Linked DNA regions of Zea mays: regions 1 and 2 are each linked to region 3. The links are chromatin contacts, called in public Hi-C maps. All regions are on one chromosome and are shown on one strand. The core of a region is the stretch at or near the end of the contact, and the rest is flanking DNA. Distances in the headings are between cores, read along the strand shown.

Region 1 (3,187 bases), core at 669-3,168, 560 kb after region 3:
TGCATGAATATAATTATTCAGTTTCAACGATTCATTTCAGGGTCATCTCATATCATACCATATATATCAGACTGAAAAGGGCAGAATTTCAAACGATGAGGGCTACTTTGGGAACCTCAAATCCCCTTCGGGGTTAGAGGGGATTGAGGTGGAAATGAACTAATTTCCTCTCCAATCCCCTTCAACCCCGAAGAGGATTTGAGTTTCCAAACTAGCGCTCTTCGGGATTTGAGTTTCCAAACTAGCGCTGAAAGGTTCTTTCTTTCCTGTCTGGACGAGGGCAATTGAGCTAGAATTTAGCTCTACTCTGGACTATATATCCCAGCAAAATATACTGCATCCAGGCAAGCATGTCACACATTTTATATGATATCAATGCAGCAAGTTCATGCAGAGCTGCAGGATTAACAGTAATCCTCTTGCTCGGATCAAACACGAGCATCCTCTCAAGCAAATCCATGGCACCACCACTGCACATAGCGGGGAACTGCGCACGGAACTGTAATCGATCAGTGGTCTGAAGCGAAATGAAAGATAGAAACGGAGAACTGACGGCGGCACGGCATTACTGTACTACCTGGCAGTGGTCATCGGTCAGTGGCTGGTTGGATCGTAGGAGGTGGTGAAGGTCGGTGTCCATCAGCTCGTAAACAACGTAGGCGTCGTTGAAGTTCTCCCTTCTGGGTGGTCGTAAACAATGTATATACGTACGTACACACACACATGTAGCCAACATATGCAGCATACAATAATCATATAACAGCCAGTCATCACCACAAGCTTTTGATGAGATGAAAAGAACATGTAGCTATACACCCTTTTTTGTGGCCACCGCTCAGTCTCCCAAGTAAAAGAACTAGTATTCTTAGGCCATGTATGTACACGTGTACATACACCGCCTAGATTGATGAGATGAAAAGAACATGTAACTCTCTCTCTAGTTTTTTTTAAGAGCGATTGACTTAAGTTAACCATCCCAAAAAAATATTTTTAAGCTTCTTACAAAATTACTAGATAGTTGTACGTGCTTTGCTACAGTTGTTATATGTCATATAAATAGACATTAAAATATTTATTCGTATATAATTGTTGTTTATTTCTAAACTCTATAAGGTACGTGTGCTGGTGGTTAGACCTAAATTTCTGAAGCAGGGGACATGGGTTCGAGTGCTCACTCTGCACTATTTTTTGTATAGTGTGGTAGTTGTGCGGTCGGGATCGGGTGCTGGGTAGGCTCGGGTGCTGGGTAGGCGCAGTAGGGCGTTGGGGGTCCACATGGCAGTAGCTGAGAGGGCGTTGCGCGGGCGTTGGGCATGGGTCCCACAGGGCACGATGTCGAGGCGAGGTGTGTGGGACGGGAGAACCAGTCGGAACGTGTGGGGCGGGCCTAGAATTTTAGCGCTGAGGTTGAAACCGTGGTAGCACCAGCTGCCCACGTTAGATTCTTAATAGAGTAGTATAGATTTAGAAGCCATGAAAATGAGAAAAAAATTACATGTCAATAGATATGGAGGACTGACTATTACAAGATTTTGTGCTCAATTTCACACAAGTGCAGTTATGCACAAAAGGAAACGGAGGAAATTCCAACAAGCAGCCTTATGTTTGACGGTTGTCCTTCCGTCCGACTAGGGGTGGTAATGAATCGTGATCCAAATGCTTTTTCACAAAATGATAGAGTTTTAAATAATTTGCAGTTCAAAAATGAATAGAAATAGAGCACGATTCTAATCCGATTTGATACTTAAATTTTATAGTTAAATTTTATAGTGTAAAAATTAGAATTTATTGTCACCCTACGTTCAATATAAGTTTAAGTCTGTAGGGGGCATACTACCACAGGTACGCAGACCACTACTGGACTCTCATTTCCTAACTCGGCCCAGCCCATTCGCCGGTGCCCGCAGGCCGCAGCACACACACAACTTGGCGACTCGCCTCCGCCCGCGAACCGCAGCAGCGTCTCCAACTCTCCATCGATGGCGGAGGCGAACGTGGCAGCGGCGTCGCTCTTCGGCGCTGACGGCCGCCTCTGCTCAGCCGACATCCTCGCGCCGCCTGAGGTTCCGCCTCGCCCATGTCTTCGTGCGCGCCTTTCGTTGTGGTCACTGACGGGTCCTATTTCGTTGTCGATAGGTCCGGGCTAGGATCGAGGTAGCGGTGCTCAACTTCCTCGCAGCGCTAGCCTCCCCTTCCTCGCCGGCCATCTCCGTCCTCCCCCTGGTACACCAGTTGCCAAACCTCCCCCCCTCCCCCTCTCTCACACACACACATTCCTCTCTTACCGCGGTGATGGTTCTGCGCGCTTCACCCATGTGCCATGTGGATAACACAGGAATTTGGTCCCTAGCCAATTATCACGATTCGTCATCAGTTATTGCAAGCTGTATGATTTCTAGTTCAGATAACCTTGGTGAAATGTATTGCGAGCAGTATTCTGAATGATTTCTTTTTTCCATGGCAGATTAGTCGGAGCTCTGCCAACTGCAGCCTGCGCAGTGGGTTGCTGAACGACGTCTCGTCGGTTTATCTCTCATACACCTTCTGCAAGAGGTCTCTGACGCACAATCCAAAGGCGTTCGTAAGAGGTTACCACTTGTTCCTTGAGTACCCTGGGACGGAATTATCCTCGCCCATTTGTCTGGTTAAAATAGCCGTTTGTTGTGGGATAGTGTGGAAGGTCATGGAGATGTGCTACAAGATCTTGGGGGAGGGGAAGCTGGTCCAGCAACGGGAGCTGTTCTACAAGCTCCTGTCCGACTCACCCAAGTACTTCAGCTGTCAACGTCATGTCAACCAAGCCATTCAAGGTGGACAAAACCCCCACCCCAACCCATTTGATTCTTGTTTGGCTAATGTGTAGTTTGGTCGTAATCAAATTTGGTCCCCTCTTCACGTGCAGATGTTGTTTCCTTGCTCCGGTGCACAAGGCAGAGCTTAGGAGTCATGGCATCAAGCAGAGGGGCACTCATTGGGCGCCTTGTGTTGCATGTCTGCTCCATGATATCCCAGAATATATCCTGATTATGTGTTGAGGGAATACATGATAAAGTCTTGTTTATCTTTTCAGTAAGCACCTAAACTGCATGTTTCAACTACCTTAGGAACCGGACGGGGAGCAGATTGATTGCTCCATTCTTGGAGCTTCAGGGCATGCAATTACGGGGGACCTGAACCTGTTGAGCAA
Region 2 (3,133 bases), core at 212-2,711, 890 kb after region 3:
TCTACGTGGATAATTAAGAGTCTGAGACAGCAGATGTTAGCCAACTCTTTTACTTCATAATATGCAATCATGCTCTAAAAATTGATCTACTTACTCCGCAGTCAGATTCTATGATCACACTGTGACCTCGGAATCTCGGATCATAGACACGAGACACCTACAATTAGGCTCGCCTATTTGTTTCCTTGCAGGATTATATAATTCAACCTCTAGATTATACAAGCACCTAATGACCTACTTATGAATTATCATAATCTAGTTGTCTAGATTATATAATCCACATAATAATCTGTGTTGTTTGTTTGTCACTTAACTTATTTAAGTTGGATTATATAATATAACAGGGTCTTAGACAGGGTACTTAAATTTGCATCTCATAAAATGTCCCACTGATCAGAATCTCGCCAAATTAGTGCCCTCCTAACATTAGGTCAGCTGCGTTTGTAGCAGCCTATCAAGGAAGACTTAGGCTCGCTCCAGCAGGGTCCTGTAAAAACTCCTGTCCTCTAAATATAGAGGTTTGTCAGATCCTCTATCCCTCCAACAAGGGACTCTAAAAGATCCTCTAAAATTTAGAGGATGACATGCATGCGCTATGTATAGAGGATGTACGGCGGTGCTCTATACACTGTGCTGATTTCTATACACGTGCTGACGAGCGGTAAAAAATAATATATAATATCAAATCTAGTAGCATTGTTGATATAGAGGGTGAAATTTAGGGGATATTGTTGGAGATGAAGAAGATATAGAGTACAGAATCTTTTAAAGAGTGATGTAAAGGACAGAGAATATTCTTTTAGAGTATGAAATTTAGGGGACGTTGCTGGAGACAGCCTTAGCTCCCAAGTCCCCCCAAGTACTAGCGTGCTTTCTGAAACCTGCACGAGAAGAAAGGAAGTTTCCGTGTGGACGCAGGTAAAAAAAAGGTGATCTTGACATTTTACTAGTCCCAACGTCCTTGCAAAGGTCTCACAAGTCCAATCACAGGATCCGGCTGGCTGTTTCCGAGTTCCGACTCAACAGGTACCTGACAGCCCCCCTCCCCCCCCCCCCCCCCCCCCCCCCCCAAGTTCTGGATGGAAAAACACCACCGCATTGTCCCAAACTCCTATCGATTTCTTCACCAAAACTTCCGTCAATTTCCACCCAGAAGCCCGGCTAAACCGATTAAAAGTAGTACAGAACCACACACCACCATGAAAGTCAGTAACATCGAAGGAGCAAGAAGCAACAATACAAGCTGCGGATTCGCAGAGACCAAGAATGGGAACGGGGCTCGGCCAAAGCACGGACCTTTTTCAGGGCGATCGGAGCGGCGGCTCCTGCGCGCGCGCGCAAATGCACACGCGACGCGACGCGGCGGAATCACGCAACGGGCAGCGAGTTGGAAAAGGAGAAGAAGCCCCGCCCCGCCCCGCCGCGGCCGTGTTTCTTTCTTGTTCGTGGTGGTGTTCTCGAGCTCGGTTTGCGTGGTGCGGAGGGCGAAGGCACCGAAGCAAGAGCGCATTTATCGAAAGGTGCGCCGGGGATTTACGGTGCTGCCCTTGGACGGAACTGGCCCCTTCGCTTTGGTGTGCCTTTGCAGCGCGCGGGTATTCGGCGACATGGCAGGGGTAGGGTCGGAAATGGGGAGGAGGATCGGAACTCATGGCCGAGCCGACGGGGCGGCGAAGCTGTCCGATCCGAATATTCCCTTCCCGCCACTGGAATTATCCCTCGCGTGCCGTGCGGGTCCTTCTGCGCCCCGGACCGCCGCGTCACTGCGTGCCCGTCCCCACGGGCGCCGAGCCACAGGCCGCAGGACGGGCCACACGGGCGCCGAGCCACACAAGCCCACAGGCACCCGCACCGCACGAAAGCCAGCCCGCTTGGATCCGCCGCTGTTCTCGTCGCGCAGGAGCGGCGATTTCGGCTGCGCTTCCCCGTTCCCGCGGCCGTGACGCCAGACGGTGGGCCCCGTGTCGTCAGTCCACGTCAATGGGCAATGGCCGTGTTGTGGGCCCCGCTTCGACTGTCCCAGATAAAAACTGAGCCGCGCGAGCCCGGATCTTGTGTGGCACGCGTGTCTACACGTCTGCCGGCGGCCACAACCTGCGATGGCCCACAAGTTTTGAGGGATCTGCATGGGCGCCGGCCGCCGGGTATATTCTTGGAATAAACCATGCGAGATGCGTTCAACCATTCAAAATCAAATAATTGGTTCCATAGCCCATGCTCTCAAGTGTATGCAACTAGTGTCTATATATTTAATTATTTATTTAAAAAAATCTTTGTGCACCACTCATCATGGTAGTATCTCCCGCCTCATATAAGGGTTAGTTTAGAAACCACAAAAACAGTGAGAATTGGAGAGGCTAAAATTCTCTTCTTATTAATAAAAAGAGGATTTTATCCTCTCTAATCCCATTTGGGTTTTGGACTCGCAAACTAGTCCTAAATGTTGGGTGCAAAAGGGAGCGGGGTACTCAAAATTTCTTTTTACTACGGTTTCTGGTCAGAAAAAAATATAATTAAGAGTTAGTTTGACAACTCCATTTTCAAGAGATTTCCTTCTTCCTAAAAGGACCAATTTCTTTATAACAATGGGAATCCTTAAAAAATTGTGTTTGTTAAACTAGCACTAAAAGGCAATGTAAAAACATAAAAATTTTGGCGAAAAGTTAAATTTGATGCAAATTCGGTGTCTGCCCCGACTTAAGAAACGATCTATTTATGTGCATTGTGATACCATGAAAACCACTCAGTATTTTAAGCTAGTATTTAATTTAAAATAAGTTCAATTATATAATTTGGTCAGATCATAACCATAACACCACACCTGATGAATGGATAAACGGTGTTGCATAGACGACGAGCCGCAGTAGGAGTGGTGGTGAATCGCTCTAAATAAATTTTAATTTAAAAATAAATAGAAATAGGATCTGGTCCTAACTCGATCCAATTCTTAAATTTTATAGTGTAAAATTTAGAGTCCGTTGTCACCTCTCGCCACAAGTCATCCGGACCAGATAAACCATATGTGGTGGCAGAAGTGCCCAGGTAGTAACGTAGTGGGATTAATGTAATTATCCAACCACAAAAATAATCGCCGTAAAGCTTCGCGTGAGTTGTTTTTTCCCCAACGGTACAG
Region 3 (3,368 bases), core at 699-3,198:
ACGATTCCATCCTCTAAATATACAGAGGTTTTTGTTAGAGTTAGTCAAAAACTCTGGACAAAACGTTACTACACTCGAACACATGGTTACAGCGACGTCTGCCCACATTGACGGAGTCCGAAGCAGTTGCCCCCCCCCCCCCCCCCCCCACCCCCCCCCCCCCCCCCCTTGCCAGCATTTTGTTCTGAATAACACCGTTTGTTCATAGGAGATGTAGTCCATCTGCAGCATAGCTCGGAAAAACATCTCCGCGATCAAACTAGAGACAGTAGCAGATGCATCGCCTTCTCTTGATTTGAGATCACACACACACGGTCTCCCCGTGTCCGAGTGATGTTAATGACCGTGCAAGCAGCGGTAGAAGTAGAATTCAGATACTAAACGCCGTCAGGGTCCTCAGGTTCCTTCATTTGGTTTGGTTACTGCCAAGCTTACATGCTGACAGTGACAGCGGCACTTCAGAGTTCAGATCGCTACCCCTGATTCTGGAATCAGAAACAACAAAGATCTGTAGAGGTTACCTTGACACTGCAGAACAAGTGTTTTTCAACCGAACTCAGATTTTAAGACATGTTTTTAATCCGTCGTTAGAAACTACATGAAGTGTTTGGTTCCTAAAAACTAATTTATCTTTTTCATTTTATTTTATTTTATTTTAATCTCTAAATTATTAAATACAGAAAATAAAACTCTATTTAATTTCCGTATTATATAGTTTATAGACTAAAATAAAATATGACGAAGGCACTAAAATTTAGTGAAACACCAATGCGGGCAGTGTGGCACTATCGTAATACGGCTCTCGGCCAGGGGACCATCCCGTACGCTGCTGCGCCTACGCGGCCTGGGGCGGGTATATCCGAGGAAATTCAGCCACGCGGTAAAGCGAGGCACTCGCTTTCTTCCACACCACGTCTCCTCCGCCTGCGTCTGCGTCCCTTCCTCACGCGGACGCCCTCCTAAAATCCCCAAAATCCGATCCGACCACCAAACCCTAACCCCATCCCGCACTCCCCCCCTCCCCCCCTCCCCCAACACGCGCGCGCTTTCTTAGCCGCTAAGCATATCCCTCTCCGCCACGATCTCGATGGTGGAGATGTCTGTGGTGGAGCTCAGGACGCTGCCGCTCGGCTTCCGCTTCCACCCCACCGACGAGGAGCTCGTCACCCACTACCTCAAGGGCAAGATCACCGGCAGGATCAACTCCGAGTCCGAGGTCATCCCCGAGATCGACGTCTGCAAGTGCGAGCCGTGGGACCTCCCAGGTAATACTTGCTTCTGCTAACTGCCCGCGTCGCTTGATCGCCCCTCTCTGCTCTCGATTTTTTATCCGTTCCTTCAAGTAATTTTGTGCTCGCTGGTCGTACACGGTAATCTCTACTGGGATTGCTGAGTTCTTCTTGTTCTGGGGCTACTCGTTGCTTCGAGTTTTTTCTGCGATTTTCTTTCATCGGGATTTGCTTCGATGTACTTTTGCGAGAGTGTGACGCGTTTGTGCTGGGAAAAAAAGCCGAGCAGATCACAACCCGCTGCTTCCTCTGTTCTGATTCGCGACTGTTTGCACTAGCGGTTCCTCACGAGATATTTCTCCGTGGGCGGGGCGGGACGGGACGCCGTGCTGTGCTGGTTCGATGCGATTCCTCGAACTCCGCTGAATCCTTTCTTTAATACCGCGTCCCCCCTTTCCAAGATGCGTTTTGATTTTGTGCGATGCAGCTGAACAAAATCCTTGCGCTGATCCATTTTGTTGTTGATCCGCGTGTCGAGTCGAGCAAACTCCCGGGAAAGATTATTCAGTTTTCCTGATCAGATCCTGGGTACTGATGACGTGACTGTGTATATGCAGATAAGTCCCTGATCCGGTCCGATGATCCCGAGTGGTTCTTCTTCGCCCCCAAGGACCGCAAGTACCCCAACGGTAGCAGGTCTAACAGGGCCACCGAGGCGGGATACTGGAAGGCTACTGGCAAGGACAGGATAATCAAGTCCAAGGGCGACAAGCGCAAGCAGCATACCATCGGTATGAAGAAGACCCTCGTCTTCCACCGCGGTCGTGCCCCCAAGGGCGAGCGCACGGGGTGGATTATGCACGAGTACCGCACCACCGAGCCTGAGTTCGAGTCCGGCGAGCAGGTATGAAGCTATTATTCTCGGTGCAGCTTATGGTTGTCAAGTTCTCTAGTGTTAGTATCTGTACAGAGATGTGTGCTTTGTACTTGAGAACTTAAGTTTGTCTTGGATAAATATAACATAGTAGTCTGTTCACTGAAGAATGTGCCCCTAAACACTAGTTTGATTTCTGGTGGTTAAAAGAATTGAGTTCTAATCATCTTCACAATTAGTTCTGTACAGTATAAGCACATAGTAAATGATTTTTTTGTGTTGTGTCTCATGGCAAATGTTTACTAAAATCACCTGGTGCTTGTGTATCTGATTTTCCAGGGTGGTTATGTTCTTTATCGCCTCTTCCGTAAGCAAGAGGAGAAAACTGAGCGCTCCAGCCCAGAGGAAGTGGATAGAAGTGGCTACTCACCTACTCCTTCTCGTTCTTCACCTGACAACCTAGAGGCGAATGAGGAAGCTAATACACCATTAAATAAGGAATCTCCAGAATCTGCTCTGCATGAAAGCCCGATTGAGCTGCCAAAATCTGTTGAAACCAATGGTGGTTCAATGACAAGGTGGCTGGCGGACAGAAATGATAACTTGATGGTTACTGCACCAGATGTTTCCCATATACCTTTCCACGGACATGCTGCTGGTGTAGCTAAGGTGAGCATCAGAGTAAAGAGCCTATTAACATATCAGCATTCAACATTTGTCTGTATGCTATCCACCATCATAATTATAATTTTATAACTGAATTTCTCCTAACAATTCCCTCATCTTTATTATTACAAGCAGGTTGATCCTTCTGTTGGTGCTTCAGGCCACTTAGTTAATCCCCACAATGGAAATGATGATTATAACAAATTTGTGTCTGATTTCACTCCCATTCTACCACTTGAAAATGCATTCTTCACTGATATACAACAAGGAGCTTTTGGTTTTGATGGCATCATGAATCCTCTTGATCCCCTTGATGCTTTCTTGAATCAAACACTTGTTGATCCTGATGAACATTCATCAACAACATCAAAAGTTCAGTATGATTCTGACATTCCAACAGAATTTGAGAACCATTGGAATATGAAGGTACTGGTTTTCTATTCATATTGAGTATTTGAGTTTGCCATCCGATGTTTTGGTTATGGTTAATCCAGCAATCCTTATATTTTGCTATATTTGCAGGTTGAGCCTCAAGATGATCAATGCTGGTGGGCAAACATAGGATTTGAGCCAGACGAACCAAATCCTCTGCTTCCTTG

Evidence for each region. Hi-C and Micro-C count contacts between places; a contact is called where the count stands out from the background.
Region 1: a contact with region 3 is called in a Hi-C map of ear, with 3 times the contacts expected there. The contact joins the promoter of LOC100216726 here to the promoter of LOC100279888 in region 3. A contact is called at or near these places in 6 of 25 Hi-C or Micro-C datasets (ear, endosperm, leaf and 2 more).
Region 2: a contact with region 3 is called in a Hi-C map of endosperm, with 4 times the contacts expected there. The contact joins the promoter of LOC100216884 here to the promoter of LOC100279888 in region 3. A contact is called at or near these places in 2 of 25 Hi-C or Micro-C datasets (endosperm and tassel).

The regions. Positions count from the first base shown.
Region 1 is chr4:34,754,354-34,757,540 of Zm-B73-REFERENCE-NAM-5.0, forward strand. LOC100216726 reads left to right here and starts at 1,919. Exons shown (of 10, transcript NM_001311170.1): 1 at 1,919-2,063; 2 at 2,465-2,588; 3 at 2,673-2,810; 4 at 2,903-2,991; 5 at 3,105-3,187. The coding sequence starts at 1,980.
Region 2 is chr4:35,083,965-35,087,097 of Zm-B73-REFERENCE-NAM-5.0, forward strand. LOC100216884 (Putative glycerol-3-phosphate transporter 1) reads right to left here and starts at 1,462. Exons shown (of 3, transcript NM_001143271.1): 1 at 1,297-1,462.
Region 3 is chr4:34,190,683-34,194,050 of Zm-B73-REFERENCE-NAM-5.0, forward strand. It overlaps LOC100279888, which reads left to right and starts at 1,949. Exons shown (of 6, transcript NM_001317848.1): 1 at 1,949-2,133; 2 at 2,443-2,772; 3 at 2,902-3,195; 4 at 3,292-3,368. The coding sequence starts at 2,023.